Linked DNA regions of Rattus norvegicus: region 2 is linked to region 1. A link is a contact called in public Hi-C data. All regions are on one chromosome and are shown on one strand. The core of a region is the stretch at or near the end of the contact, and the rest is flanking DNA. Distances in the headings are between cores, read along the strand shown.

What was found. A called contact is a pair of places that touch in the nucleus more often than the background predicts.
Region 2: a Hi-C map of the A7r5 cell line shows a contact between it and region 1, with 5 times the contacts expected there. The contact joins two enhancer-like sites. A contact is called at or near these places in 12 of 12 Hi-C or Micro-C datasets (the A7r5 cell line, the Rat2 cell line, Schwann cells and 7 more) and 1 of 1 datasets of contacts at active chromatin or transcription factors (oligodendrocytes).

The regions. Positions count from the first base shown.
Region 1 is chr4:169,833,087-169,835,786 of GRCr8, forward strand. The region is part of intron 1 of Gsg1 (germ cell associated 1); the gene reads right to left. It also overlaps a transcript of Fam234b not described here. Among named protein-coding and RNA genes, the nearest start is that of Gsg1, 3.9 kb to the right of the region's middle. Within about 2 kb of position 1,380, at least 17 of the 93 cell types and tissues checked have an H3K27ac peak or open chromatin away from gene starts, as enhancers often do. A contact at or near this core is called in the A7r5 cell line, where this site is marked.
Region 2 is chr4:169,966,060-169,968,759 of GRCr8, forward strand. No RefSeq gene overlaps it. Among named protein-coding and RNA genes, the nearest start is that of Emp1, 23 kb to the left of the region's middle. Within about 2 kb of position 1,387, at least 9 of the 93 cell types and tissues checked have an H3K27ac peak or open chromatin away from gene starts, as enhancers often do. A contact at or near this core is called in the A7r5 cell line, where this site is marked.

The sequences.
Region 1 (2,700 bases), core at 130-2,629:
GTGGGGACGAAGATGAGGATGGGGTGGAAGAGAGCAGGTCTGAAGATCTGGAGAAGAGCTCAGGGTCTGATGGTCCTATAATGACCATCATTTTTTCCCCAACTTTCAAGCAAATGGACATCTTTTTATTTAACCCAAACAAGCTACGACGACAGCAGCAACAACAACGAATCCAGTCAACTGTTGAGGAGTGGGTCACATCTATCCTTTGGGCAGTCATTAGAAACACAGAGCATTCTTTCCGTCATCACAATCGAACAGACCTACATTTTCCAGCAGCTACTCTCTTCCTTCAACCCAGAATGTCTTCAGCTTCTTCTGACACTTCTCACTCTCTTCCTCCAAAGAGACAGGGTTTCTGTGTAGCCCCGGCTGTCCTGGAAGTTGTAGACTAGGGCTGGCCTCGAACTCAGGGACCCTCCTTCGGCTGCCTCCTTCTGCATGCCGGGATGAAAGGCGTGCTCCACCGACACCCCGCATTCTTTTGCCCTTTCAATTTTAGTGTAAAAAGTCATTCGCTCTTTGAAAATGGTTTTCTCCTCTTTGTCTTTGCTGCACCATGCCTTTCCTGATACTGTTTTTGTTCCTTTTCGCAGTGTGTGTGTGTGTGTGCATGTGTGCGTAGCAGGGGCGTGGCACATGTATTGAAGAGGACTCTGAGTTGGTTCTCTTCTTCTAACATGTGAGTTCCAGAAATCAAACTCAGGTCGTCAGGCTGACAAGTCCATTCATTGGCTCGACCATCTTTCAGCCCCCCCACCCCACCCCCCAAGATAACTTTTATGTGTCACCCAAGCACCCGTTTATTCATTGTGACACAACTCGATTTGCTTTGGGAGAAGGAGACAAGAATTTTGTGGTTCCATTTGGCTCTGGACTAGGCATTCCTGGATGCATGGTTTCTTCATGCCGCTGGGTGGCGCTATACCCCAATACTTTCTTCTTTCCTACCCTTTCCTTTCCTACCAGTCAGCACAAGGCGGGTAGAGGTGGCTCGTCTCTGCAGTACTGCTCGTTTTGAGTTCCCTTGGCTTTTGACCAGATACAAATCTACAGACTGCCATGTGTCAGCCTTATGGAATTCAGGACTGAGAATGAAGATTGGGGGGTGTCCAGCCACTCCCAGCAAGACCTTTCGAAGGGTTATTCCCTGTAGTTCATTTTTGGTGGCCAGTTGCCGTTCTCAGTGACTCAATAGATCCTCGAATGCCTCCCACGGGAAACGCAACAACAGAAAATAGTTAGCCAGCGTCTCCGGATGGAGTTTTGTGCACATGTTTTTCTCTTTAATTGTATCCCCTTTCTCTCTCCACCCGAGAACAGTGACCGATTCTTTTCCCTTCTTGACGCTTCCACCCTTCAAATACTTGGAGACGCGTCTCATATCCCGCCTTGAGTCACCGCTTGGCACAACACCGTGTCTTTGGTTTTTATTGCCTCTGCTCATAAACCGCACCCCCGAAGCCTTAATTGCCTCAAGTTTGCCTTCTTCAGGGAAAAGGGGATGGGCGTGGCAGGGTTGGATGAGGAGGCCCAGAGGTGGGTTTAAAATGAAGCTAATGAAACCCTACCTCTTCGGCCCCTCACTTATTTGAGCTGCTTCCAAGGGCCTGTTGCCCAATCCAAACTTGTAATTTTGTATTATTTTCCTTAAAGGTTTCCAAAATATTAGTTTAGGCCTCCACAGCAGCTCTGATCCACCCATTCCTAGGGTGCTTGGCTGAATACTTGGTGGATGTGACCAGTGTTAGTTTTCCTCTCTCTGAGGCCCCAAAGTCCAATTTCCTCTTTTTAACAAAAAAAAAAAAAAAAAAAAAAAAAAAAGCAAGCAACCAAGTTTCTGTGCTTTGCCACACAAAAAAATCAGAACACAGCATCCCATTCACTTCCTTTCATTGTAATTTGGGCTTGCTATTTCCTGGACCCAGACCCTTTCTTTTCCTCTTAGAACAGAAAAAGTAACTACTGGTCAATGTAACAGATTTAATTAAGCTTGTCTCCAAAGCTCACAACTCAGTGTGGAGACAAATATCCCGCATCTCAACCCAGTGTTTAAACTTGCTGTGTTGGGACTGTTAGTGGGAAGTTATGCTTTCCTGGGGTCATTCATGCACCTTGGCATTCATGACATCACAGTGCCAAGGCCTGAGTCTGGCCGTCACTTGCTAAGGTTCTCAGTCAGCCTTCTCTGTACCGTAGGAAACCATTTTTACTAGCTGTGCATGAGAGAAATGATGGTCTTGGGACGCCCATACTTTGTAGGCAGAAATTCAGTTTATTGCATGGCGAGTATGCTGTAGATTAGAGGTGAGTCAGAAGGTTGAATGAGAGCTGGTGTGCTCACCTCTTCCCTGACACGAGCCTGGGGCTAAGGGATCTAGTCATTTTGTCTCCTAAGCTGCCCACCTAAGACATCTTGTTTGCCCTGCCTTGAGTTTCTCTGTCCTCCCAGGGGCCAGAATTCTTGACCCATGGCCTCATTAAGTAATTCCTTTCTGCTACCCAACAAGCAAAGAGCTGGAGTGGAATTTAAGTCCTTCGGCTGTCACTGGCTGACACACAAACAGCTCTGCTCTCTGCACCTCCACATTCTGACAGGTACACACCTTCCCTGTAACTCATGTGCCCTCTGTATCTGTTGGCTCCTTTGACTCGAGTGTGGTAAAGCACTATGTTTTAAGGATTGCTGACTCCAGCACT
Region 2 (2,700 bases), core at 137-2,636, 130 kb after region 1:
GAACATCTTTATAAGAGGCCTATTTTCCTCACATAGATCTCCTGGAGATTTCCTACCATGATACAACTCGTTGGTTGGCTCTTCTGACTGCCCATTCATTCCCCGAAGGTCTTTAGTCACCAATGAACACCCAGACCCACCCAACATGTCTTCGACTGCAAAGATGTCATCTTGCATTTCAAGAATCTAGGTGGTAATCAGTGGTATTTGGACAGGCTCGGGAAGGCTAGCAAGCAAGATCCTACACAGCAGTGCTCAGCCCGAGTGATTTCCTATAGTATTCCTCTGAAGACCCGGTTTTCTTTAGTTCTAGGCTGATCAGATGAGGCTCACCCACACCATGAAAGGCAATCTGCTTTGCTTAAACTTTATCCATTTAAAGGCCATTCTCATCCCAAGATGTCTCCCTAGAAACACCCAGAATAATGTTCGGTTACATAGTTGGATCCTTTGGCCCAGTCAGGTTGACACATAAAATTAGACATCTTCTTGTCAAGGCCAAGGTGTACTAGCTTTCTGTCTTAGAAATAATTTGAAGAAAGCTTGAACACCAGATGTTTCCGTGATTTCAGATGACATTTAGTTCCGTACAGAAGTGAGATAGCAAGATGTGAGAGTTATCTTGCAGAATGAGATTACATTCTGAGAGAGGGCAGGAAGTTGTCAGATTTCCACATATAAAGGTGATGGATAAATATTTGAGCAATTAAATGACTTGTATAGAGTTGAATTGATTTAAAGTGATTAAGTAAATATGCAGGTGACTTTGGTCCAAATGAGGAGGGTGGAGAAAGATGAGTCACTGAGATCTCCCTTGTCATTCAAGAATGAGGCCATAGGCACAGGAAATCCATTCATTGGGGTGATAAAACCCAGGTGCAACATGGCTAATAGATAACTCTGTCACTCTGCTTTGGACATACTCCAGATTGTCCCTTTGTAAAACCCCACTGGCTTTTAGGCACAGAGGACAATTTCTCAGGAGCCTTTGAAAGAAAGCAAGTGGGAGTTAAAATCCTGCTTGTGCAAGGCTCCGTATTCCAGCAACACAAGAAGCAGTTTTGTGTGTCTGCTAAGGAAAGCTAGAGCATACCAACAGGCAGACGAAATGTCTCTCAGGAATGTGGCAGTAAGTTTGAAATAGCCCCGTTCTGGGGCACAGAGGGAACGTGGACAACAGTAGTTGCCTGAGTATTGGGATCACAGGTGTGTAGTGTCCTTTAGGATTTGACAGTCTTTTAGTGAATTGTATCTACAAGGACCTACGAAGTGACCTGCAGTTCAAGAAGACTGTCCAAGTGGCAGATAAGAGACATTACTGTAGCAAGAGCTAAATTTGACAGAGCAGACTATGAGGAAATACGGGCTGTTGAATTCTTAATGACTTAACGGGTTGGCACTAGCCAGGAGTTGTGTACATGTCTGGAGTCCCAACAGTAGGTGAGTAGAGGCAGAGGAGAGGGAGGGGCCACAAATTTGCCAGCCTGGTCTATTTCATAAACAAGACTATTACATAAACAAGACTGTGCCTCAAATCTCTCTCCCAGAAAAAAAGATTTTTTTTAAACTTACTGTCTGGGCTGAAATGATTTTGGTAATTTATTTTGGAAGTTCGATGTATTTTCAGCAAGATAGGATTTAGTTTAAATACCAGACTGTTCTGTTGCTCTTCCAAGCCCTTGTGTCTTGGAAAAGCTAACTGTGTCTGGTAGAGGGAGGGTGGAGAGTGAACGTGGGTCTCTTGTCAGAAAGTCTGGCTTGATTATAGCAAGGAAGTAGTGTTTAGTTTTTCCATTAAATATGGAAGAACATGGCATTCAGTGTGACCCTGTCTGGATCGAGGTATCTCCCCTCTTTGATCTGGGCACTCTGAGGCTGGCACTTCTTAGCTGCCTCCCTTGTATTATTAGCACATGGATCTCTTAAATTCAGCTTGTTTAGGCTGGTTTGAATGACATCGACTCCTCAGTGTTATAATTTACAGGCTTTGAGCATTGTGAAATCTTTATATTTTTAGTTTTTTTATCTTCTGAAATGCACACACACACACACACACACACACACACACACACACCTTTTCTGAGACAGTATCTCATATAGCCCAGGATGGCTTCCAATTCACTACATAGCTGCAGCTGGACTCCTGATCCTCCTGCTTCCCCCTCCTGAGCGTTGGGATATGAACCAATCACTTTGAACTCTTATCTTTACAGTTTTTAGGGTGAGTCAAAATTGTACCTGTTTTGAGTATTTTGCAATAGGTTTTGAGTTACGGCACTCGCTTTGTTGAGTGAGCTGGATGACATTAATGAATCTGACATTTAGTCATCCCGCCTTAAAAAAACATTAAAAGCATTTGGGCAGATTCCTTCTCATGAACCGAGCTACAGAATGCATATCAGCACAGCATACCAGAAATGACTGCTAATATCTTTCCCTGGGGTAATTCAGATTCTGCCCACCTCATTGTGTTTCATACTTGTCAGAGCCTCTGGAGAGGGAGAGACAAGCTTCATGCAGACAATTATTAATTGTTTGCTCTAAGCTTCTTTCAGCCACCTGTTCCCTGACCTTGGCCTGGGCCTCTCACTTCCCAGTGCTGCTTGTCCTGAGGGAGGCTGCTCAACGCTCCTTTCTCAGTGTGGCCACCACCACCATTCTCCTGTGTCCTCTTAGCTCTCAGGGATGCTCCCTAGATGC